Linked DNA regions of Capra hircus: region 1 is linked to region 2. The links are chromatin contacts, called in public Hi-C maps. All regions are on one chromosome and are shown on one strand. The core of a region is the stretch at or near the end of the contact, and the rest is flanking DNA. Distances in the headings are between cores, read along the strand shown. Region 1 overlaps GATA4 (transcription factor GATA-4). Region 2 has its middle 30 kb from the start of DEFB136.

What was found. A called contact is a pair of places that touch in the nucleus more often than the background predicts.
Region 1: a Hi-C map of blood shows a contact between it and region 2, with 3 times the contacts expected there. The contact joins two enhancer-like sites. A contact is called at or near these places in 4 of 5 Hi-C or Micro-C datasets (blood and liver).

Annotation. Positions count from the first base shown.
Region 1 is chr8:7,502,535-7,507,384 of ARS1.2, reverse strand. GATA4 (transcription factor GATA-4) reads left to right here. Exons shown (of 7, transcript XM_018051831.1): 7 at 856-2,542. The coding sequence ends at 1,038. Among named protein-coding and RNA genes, the nearest start is that of FDFT1, 25 kb to the right of the region's middle. Within about 2 kb of position 1,429, at least 1 of the 5 cell types and tissues checked has an H3K27ac peak or open chromatin away from gene starts, as enhancers often do.
Region 2 is chr8:7,386,422-7,391,391 of ARS1.2, reverse strand. No RefSeq gene overlaps it. Among named protein-coding and RNA genes, the nearest start is that of DEFB136, 30 kb to the right of the region's middle. Within about 2 kb of position 1,556, at least 1 of the 5 cell types and tissues checked has an H3K27ac peak or open chromatin away from gene starts, as enhancers often do.

The sequences.
Region 1 (4,850 bases), core at 180-2,679, 120 kb before region 2:
CGAATTAGACTGTGGGCTCGCTAGGGGAAGTGGCGAACCCATCCCAGGCTGTGGGAAGCAGAATGGGGCTTTCTAAGCAAGTCTTTCTCCTCAGTGAGGGTGGCTTGACCTTGACGGTAGGTAGATTTTAACAGGAGGATGAGGTCCCTCCTGGCCTGTGGAAGCTGCAGCGGGCAGGGTGGGAGGCTTGGGGTTGATGAGGGATCACAGGCAGGATGCTATTGTAATGAGAGCTGGCTGCAGGTCCAGCTTCACACATGTGTCCAGAGATGGGCCAGCGGGACCCTCATGTCCCTCGGTCAGATATGATGGCAACCCTACTCCTCCACCCTCTTCCCTCTGTGGCTCCCCAATTTGGGACCAGAATCCCTCCAAACTTGGTCATAGTCTCCCATTAATTGATCTCTTCTCCTCCTGTACTTGAGGTGAGCATGTCCTAATGAGCTTTCTGCTGTCAGAGTGAAGAGAAACTGGTCCTGTGGGACCAAGAGAGCCAGGAACCCCTTCTGGGCAGGGGGGAATGGCATCTATTTGGAAAATAGACATTGATGGTGCTAAGATTATAGAAAATGTCTGATGCAATCATCAAAGGCGTCTGAGAAACCAGAATAGTCACAGAGTTACCGGGTCAGTGCTCAGAAGCAGCTGGTCAGTCAGGAAGATCCCTTGCTTCTCATACCTCAGGGGTCAGGGGGCCAGCAGTGCGGCATGGTACCTCTCCCGCCCTTGTCTTTTGACCCTGTCCTCTGGTCCCCTTCCTGGGGTGGGAGTCAGCCTGGGCACAGCTACAGAGCAGGGCTCCCCTCTCCGGTAGGAAGGATCCCACTGATAGTATCTTATACCTTTCACTTTCAGACGTTCTCGGTCAGTGCGATGTCTGGCCATGGGTCCTCCATCCACCCAGTCCTCTCCGCTCTGAAGCTCTCCCCGCAAGGCTACGCGTCCTCTGTCAGCCAGTCACCACAGGCCAGCTCCAAGCAGGACCCTTGGAACAGCCTGGCCTTGGCTGACAGTCATGGGGACATAATCACTGCATAATATCACCCCTTCCCTCTTCGGATTCCTGCCCGGACTTGGGGACACGGGGGACAGCAGAGATGAGGCTCTGGGCTCCAGGGTGCCGGCCTGCTCTGTCTGGGAATGACTCCAGACAACAACTGGGAAGAAACTTGAAGTCAATGATTTGCTTAGGGGATTTTAGCGCATACCTTTTTAAGGTGGGGGACTGGAGAGCTCAGACTCTGATCAGGAGGAGCCCACCACCCCCTTCACTAGGAGCACACCTCAGCCCCTCCCACGGAGCTGCAGACTTTTCTCATTTTCCTGCCCCGTCACCCCCGACAAGAGACGAGAAGTCCTTCTCCCCTGTTTCCACCACTGCACCCAAGCTGGTGGCCTTTCCACGGTGCTGCGGGCACCGGGGATCCCAGGGCAGGTAGAGCGGGCATCTGTTGTTGGACCGCCCCGCGGCCGGTCCTGCCCTCGGCCAACACTCCCCTTCGGGCTCAGTGCGCCCGCATCCCTCATATTGAATCTTGACTCCAGAAACACTGCGTGTAGGGCCAGTGTTACCAGATGCTGCGTGGGGAGAGTGGCTTCCGCAAACTCGCTACCTGGCAACCTCGTCTCCCTGCAAGTTTCTTCCGCGGCTCAAATCGCTCCTTTTCTTCACCCCCGCCCTCCTCGAGGCCTCTGCAAAGAAACGCCCCTCCGCTGCTCTCGGTGATTCTGCTCAGCCTGCAGTTTGAACTAGTCCCTGAATCCTGCTTCCGCCTGATCACGCTCAGGGGGGTTCCTAAGAACAAAAAAGGTTCTGCTGCTGAAGCGAATTTGACTAGCAGTCATCTAAGACTTGAGATCCTTCTGGACAGGATGTCTGGTGGACGGCCTCCCCCAACCAGGCTGGGGCTGCGCTGCGTGGGGCGGGGTTGTTGGCCTGGAACTTGCGGATGCGCTGTGGTTCCCTGGAAACACACCTGTTGCCTGGGCCGCGGGCCGAGTCCATCTGAGGGGCGCGCGCTGCCTGCACCCGCGTCCTTTCTCCAGCAGAAGGCGTCTGTCCAGGAGGCAAAAATGCTAGGGATTTTCCAATATATATTTAAACAAACACAACACAACTCATGGAAGAAAGACGACGAGCGATGAGAGAAGATACAAGGGCGCGAGGGGGCGCCTGCCGCTCCCTCGGTTCGGCAATCGGCCTCCTCTCCGCGTTCCTATCTCTACTCTTCTACCCGTGACCCGGGGCTCGCGAAGTTGCTGCCTTCCGTGCCCTGGCTGCCCGCAGAGTGTAGCTGACTGGCCTTCCTCTGTGCTACTCCACAAACACCCAGCCCCCGCCCCGCAATCCTCCCGGCGGTAGCAGGGTTATCTTTAAACCCAAGATCTGTTTTAATCATCATTTACATCGGCTTTCTTTTACGAAAGCCGCCCCCACCCCTTGTATACCCTTCCCTAACCCACAAAACTGCTAACGTTGTCTTAAGGTGAAATGGCTGTAAAATCAGTATTTAACTAATAAATTTATCCGTATTCCTCTTTCCCTTCTCCTCCTCCCTCCGCGGTGTTTTCTAAGAAGTTCACTGCTGCCCGCTGCAAAGCAATCCTGAGCCACCGAGGCCCCTTTGCTGAATCACTTCTCTGTCCATTCCTTTTGGCAGTTGGCCGAGACTTCCTCTGTAGGTGCCGGGGGTTAGTGACAAGGACATGCATCCGAGCCCTGCTACTGACTAGCCTGTGACTCGACAGGTAACCTCTAGGTTTGGTTTCCTAGGGCGGGTTGAACCAGCCCTTAACTGAAGTTCTGTGGCCTTTTAGAAGTTGCTGCCCCAGGAAGGGGGCCGTTTCTAGAGCTGCTGGCAAACACTGGTAGCTGAAGTGTGAAGGAGGGCTTCGAGGTAGTACTCACCAGTCCACCTTATTTTACACTATGTACTGGAGGGTCACACTGAGTTGTTTGCCATCTTCTCCATTATGGTTTAATCCAAACAAGCCCCCCAAGGGTTCCATACCAGTAGGAGAGGAGGGGGAAAACCTCTCCTTTGTCCATTTTGTCTTCACTTAGGCTTACAGACTTGCTTACTTGCTTCATCTTAAAAGTGGAGTGGGGTTGAGGGGGGTGACTCTAAGGTTTGTGGAAAAGAACCCAGACAGGCAAATCCGCTCCCACTCAGAACTGTTGGTAACAGCTTCCTGCCTCTCAGATGGCTTATACCCAGTTGGTAACTGAAGGTCTTTGACGCTTCACAGCACCCGCATTATTTTTTGAGCAAGTGAGGATAAAAAACTATAGCAAGCATTCGATATAAAATTGGAAAAGCCTTTAAACTGGCTATGAAATAGCCAAAGCTATTCAATGCATCTACCATCCAGAAAAATGAGTAATTGATAACTCTGGCAAAGAGTAGCAAAAAAGATTCAAAAGCAAAAATAAACCTACCAGGATTTATATTAGCCTTGGGGAAGATGTGTTTTCTGATGATGAAGTCTTAGCTGAAAACATTTTTGCCACTTCCCTTTAGGAATGGCTTTCAGAGGATGGATATATATATACCTTCACACACAGTTCCAGAAGATTGACCTCATTCCTTATATGGTCATAACTTGTGCTTCACCCCAGATGGTAAAATCCAGCTTTATTTCATCCTCCTTGCTCACCAGACTGGGTTGATTTTTCAAATCAAATGTATCCTTAGAAGAGGTCAATAATGTTAGTTGCTCAGTTGTGTCCGACTTTTTGTGACCCCAATGTCTGTAGCCTGTCAGGCTCCTCTGTCCATAGAATTCTCCAGGCAAGAGTACTGGAGTGGGTCCAGGGGATCTTCCCAACCTGGGTCTCCTGCATTGCAGGCAGGTTCTTTTACCATCTGAGCCACCAGGGAGGCCCCAGGAGGTCAAGAGGAGGTCAAGTTGCTACCAGTCAGGATATTTGAAAGGAGGCAGTTCCCAGATGGTTGGAAAGTGGCTAGAAGAAGGATGGGGAGGTGGGGGTGGGAGATGGACTCACGACGATGGCGTCCTTAGAATAAGTCTCTGCCCCAATATGGTGAGTGCAGCCCCTGGGGGGTGTTTGTTCAGGCTGAGACATCCCTCACGGTCCCTTTCAGGCTCACCCCTCACTATGACAAAAATTTTGAAGTGCAGATCAAATCATTTTAACACTCAGGAGCATCAGTCCTTAATATTTGACTTTTCGATACCTTTAGGGGGTAAATAGTCAGACATGACTGAATGACTTCACTTTGACTTTTCACTTTCATGGATTGGAGAAGGAAATGGCAACCCACTCCAGTATTCTTGCCTAGAGAATCCCAGGGATGGGGGAGCCCGGTGGGCTGCCGTCTATGGGGCTGCACAGAGTTGGACACGACTGAAGCGACTCAGCAGCAGCAGCAGCAGCAGATTTAGCCATGATTTTGTGCTTCACCCCAGATGTTTGGCTTGGGATGAGAGTAGTGAACATGAATTTATATTCACTGAACGTGCACCAATTAGACCTGGGCTGGGGGTTATTTGATGCCCCCTCTTCCAAGCCCCCAGAACTTACTGATGTGGACACTAGTGCACAAGAAATTTGGTCATTTGGCAAGCTGCTGGTGGAGTGGAGGTGACTGGTTTTCAGTTTTTAAAATCATTTTCTGACATTGGAGACTACTCTTCAGATTGCATCCTTGCTTTGCTTGAAGCTGGAACACAAACAGGCCTCCACCCTTAACACAAATAGGTATCTTCGCAGAACCAAGGACGAGGCTCAGAGCTTCCAAGTGTAGCCCGGGAAGTGGAATCTGTGCTCCTGGGGACTCCGGGCCCTGGACACTGTTCCTTTCTGTTCAGTAATTGAGCCTCTGTTT
Region 2 (4,970 bases), core at 307-2,806:
ACAGGATACTCAACTCAAATACCAAGCGAATTGGCTTATTCTGGAGAAAAAGCCCCAAACAGAGAGGAAATAAAGTTTCTGGCTGTACACTAGAGCGACTTTATTGAGCCTGTCGGCTGGCTCCCAGATGTCAATTCCTTGTTCTGATTGCCAAGCTGCAGGCAGTGCTGCTTCAGGGAATTCTGAAGGGAAGATTCTGAGGACAAGTGGTCCCAGCAGTTGCTCAGGCCTTGCTGGACAATTCCCCAATCTGGGGGCCTCTGGCCACGAGCAGCAAGGCTCCTGGTTGGTTTCAGAAGGTGGGCGATTTGTGCCCTAAGGAGCCATCTTCCGAAAGGTAGAGTTCAGACTTACTCTGTACTCAAAGGGGAAGGAGTAAAGCCCTGGTTCCAGCCAGCTTTCAGAGGGGATGGGTTAATTTCTTCCTTCCTGCAGGCATCCATGGGTATGCCTGATCAGGGTGATTCCTGTGAGCTAAACAAGATATTTTAGCGTAATACTATCTGGGAGGCAGTGTTTCAGAGATGGTCCTTTATGTATAATTTAAGCTTATAGGCAGCATTCTTTCAGTGGTTAACTTGTAACAGAAAAGCAAGATTCTTCCTTATTATTGATAGGCAGCCACCTTCATGAATGACCTTAACTGGGTCTCCTGGGTAACTTACTGCAGCTTCATCAGCACCCACTGCTTCACTTTGCATTTCTACCTTAGGCAGATGACTTCTTTCCTTAAACCTTATGAACCAAGTTCTGCTAGCTTCACTTTTCTTCGGCAGCTTCCTCACCTCTCAGTCGTGTCTCTTTGTGACCCCATGGACTGCAGAACTTCAGGCTTCACCATCTCCTGGAGTTTGCTCAAACTCATGTCTATTGAGTCAGTGATGCCATCCAACCATCTTATCCTCTGTCGACCCCTTCTCTGCCCTCAGTCTTTCCCAGCATCAGGGTCTTTCCCAATGAGTCAGTTATTTCCATCAGGTGGCCAGAGTATTGGAGCTTCAGCTTCAGCATCAGTGAATACCTCGATTCGCCCGAAAGTTTCCTTATGCCCCGTTGTAACTCATCCTTGCTTTCACACTTGTCCCCACTTAACCACTGATGTGGTGTTACTGAGAATTAGTTGCCATTTTTAGGCACAACACAGTGCATTCTCTTTTATGTCTGGCTGCTTTGATTCAACATAATGATTTTGAAAATTACCCGTGTTATGTGTGTCGATACTTTGCTCTTTTAAAAAAGTTGAACAACTTCTTTTATCGAGCTATAATTGGCACACAGTAATCTTCATGTTTTTAAAGTATACACTCTGATAAATTCTAACCCGTGAATATGCACCATGAAAACCGTTACATTAATCAAAATAATGAAAACACGCCTCACTCCAGGATTCTCGCCCAGCCCCAAGCCGCCTTTCTAGCCGCTGCTTGTCCTTGGCGCCCTCCATTAATGCCGATGGCGCCACCCAGTGGCCCACCTGGGAACAGTCGCCACTACCTGGAGAAAGGGAGGGGTGTTCTGGGTGTGGAGAGGCGGGGAGCGCCCCGCTCGGTCCGGATCGGATGGATCAGGTGGCAAACCACCCCAGGCCGGCCGGGGGCCTCCCCACATGGAGGTCTGAGGGTGACACACAAGCCAGCTAGAGCCACCTCCGCTGCTTCTGCTGTCTTGACTTTAAGTTTTGAAAATGGGGTAAGAAAAACTAACCCAACATTGTAAATCAACTATACTTCAGTTTTAAAAAACGAAAATGAAAAATACGGCAAGAAAGACTTTATTCAAAACTATTGCAGGGCTTCCCTGGTGGCTCAGTGGTAGAGAATCCTCCTGTCAATGCAGGAAACGTATGTTTGATCCCTGGTCTCCGAAGACCCCACAAGCTGCAGAGCAGCTAAGCCTGTGCGCCACAAAAAGGGAAGCCGGCGCCCAGCACATTATAACTAGAGAGTTGCCCCTGCTGGCTTCAACTAGACAAAAGGCTGTGCAGCAATGAAGACCCAGCACAGTCCAAAGTAAATAAAATTATATTTTATAAAAAGACTATTGCAAACGGGGGCCATGACTGTGGCCGCAGGAGAGAGAGAGGACGCTCAATTGCTGCTACAACAAGGACAAGGGGGTTTCTACCCAAGGGGCAGGGTGGGGGTCATGAATGGAAAATGACTGAGAGGAGACATCAAGGTTAGGGGGATTCTTGCTAAACTGACGTAACGGGATTCTTGCAAAATACAGACAAGGACTTAGATAGCAAGGGTGGGGCATGAGGAGCCTGATCAGACACCCGTGTTGATTGATATCAGGGTGCTCAGTTATCAAAAACGGGGGGATTCTTGCTCAGCTGGGTCAGGCAGCCTGAGGACAGGATGGGGGCCAAGCTGGAGACCCAGTTGAGAGGAGGGCTCAGGGGATCCTGACTATAAAGTTTGGTCAAGGAGAGAGTCTCGGTCACAAAACACAGCCATTGAGTTTGCATGTACTGAAGTCAATAGCGTATATGAAATTAAGCCCCTGCATCTTTTAAGCTGTCCTCTAGAAGAACAAAACTCATATTTTCCTCTCTAGAGTCTGCAAACTTGAAAATAGGAGTTTGGCAAGCCCTCTGTAGAACAGAGGAGCTTTATAAAGACAAGAACCACCCAGTCTGGCTTCTATTCTGGTATCTCATACTCCCCAAATCCATTATTTATTCAACAAACATTTATTGAGCACTTACTATGTAAGTACAGAGAATATCATTGTAAGTACAGAGAATATAACTGATCGAAACAGATCCCTGCCTTCTTTGGGGATCACACTTTCCTGGAGGGAACCAAATAATAAGCCAAATAGTAAAATATATTTAGGGGCTTCCCTGGTGGCTAAGTGGTAAAGAATCTGCCTGCAAATCCAGGAGATGCGGGTTTGATACCTGGGTCAGGAAGATCCCCTGGATGAGGAAGTGGCAACCCAACCCAGTATTCTTGCCTGGGAAATCCCATGGACAGGGGAGCCTGATGGGCTACAGTCCATGGAGTCTCGAAGAGTTGGACGTGCCGGAGTGACTGAGCAGGCACTGTATCATACCACAGGGGGAAAGAAAGAAGGGAGGGTACAGTCGCATCCCCAGAATGAGCAAGAGGGACCCCTGCCCTCAGGTCCACACTTCAGAGGCCAGCCCTGCCTCCAGAGGAGTTGACCAGGCCAGGGGGATGCACCCCTAGGAGACTGAACCCCACTTTCAGACCACACTCTGGTTACCAAGAACCTCAAAAGTTCCTGCCCAAACGGCACAGTGTCCATGTCCAGGACTTGTAGGGATTTCCCTGATGTCTGACCTTAGCAGGTAGGATGGAACACAGATGTGTGTACCCATTAGCCTGCAGTGTGATCAGAGGCCACTTGCTGGATACTCATGTGAGTGTGTGAAGATCTTGAGGGGCCAGGTGGAAATGGGTGTGGGAGGAGAAAAAGGGCTATATTTTGGGGACCACCATTTTACTCTTCTAGCTTCCCTGCTGCCTCAGTTGGTAAAGAATCTGCCTGCAATGCAGGAGATCCCGGTTCCATCTCTGGGTTCCATCTCTTCTCCCTGGAGAAGGGAATGGCTACACACTCCAGTATTCTTTTTTTTTTATAATGTATTTATTTATTTTTTGGAGGCTAACTCTTTTACAATATTCTATGGGTTTTGCCATACATTGACATGAATCTGCCACGGGTGTACATGTGGTCCCCATCCTGAACCTCCCTCCCACCTCCCTCCCCATCCCATCCCTCTGGGTCATCCCAGTGCATCAGCCCTGAGCATCCTGTATCATGCATTGAACCTGGACTGGTGATTCGTTTTACATATGATAACATACATGTTTCAATGCCATTCTCCCAAATCATCCCACCCTTGCCCTCTCCCACAGAGTCCAAAAGACTGTTCTATACATCTGTGTCTCTTTTGCTGTCTCGCATACAGGGTTATTGTTACCATTTTCCAAATTCCATATATATGCGTTAGTATACTGTATTGGTGTTTTTCTTTCTGGCTTACTTCACTCTGTATAATCGGCTCCAGTTTCATTCACCTCATTAGGACTGATTCAAATGTATTCTTTTAATGGCTGAGTAATACCCCATTGTGTATATGTACCACAGCTTTCTTATCCATTCATCTGCTGATGGACATCTAGGTTGTTTCCATGTCCTGGCTATTGTAAACAGTGCTATGATGAACATTGGGGTACACGTGTCTCTTTCAACTCTGGTTTCCTCGGTGTGTATGCCCAGCATTGGGATTGCTGGGTCATATGGCAGTTCTATTTCCAGTTTTTTAAGGAATCTCCACACTGTTCTCCATAGTGGCTGTACTAGTTTGCATTCCCACCCACAGTGTAAGAGGGTTCCCTTTTCTCCACACCCTCTCCAGCATTTATTGCTTGTAGACTTTTGGATCGCAGCCATTCTGACTGGCGTGAAATGGTACCTCACTGTGGTTTTGATTTGCATTTCTCTAATAATGAGTGATGTTGAGCAGCTTTTCATGTGTTTGTTAGCCAGCCGTATGTCTTCTTTGGAGAAATGTCTATTTAGTTCTTTGGCGCATTTTTTGATTGGGTCTTTTATTTTTCTGGAATTGAGCTGCAGGAGTTGCTTATATATTTTTGAGATTAATTCTTTGTCAGTTGCTTCGTTTGCTATTATTTTCTCCCATTCTGAAGGTTGTCTTTTCACCTTGCTCATAGTTTCCTTTGTTGTGCAAAAGCTTTTAATTTTAATTAGGTCCCATTTGTTTATTATCACTCCCATATTCTTGCCTGGAGAATCCCCTCGACAGAGGAGCCTGGTGGACTACAGTCCACAGGGTCACAAAGAGTCAGACATGACTAAATAATTAATACTTTCACTTTCAGGCTCTACAGATGTCAGGGGCAGGCCCAGGGGGAGACATGATAGGATCTTTAGGTGTGTGTGTGGGGGGCGGGGGGCAGTGCACCACTGCAATT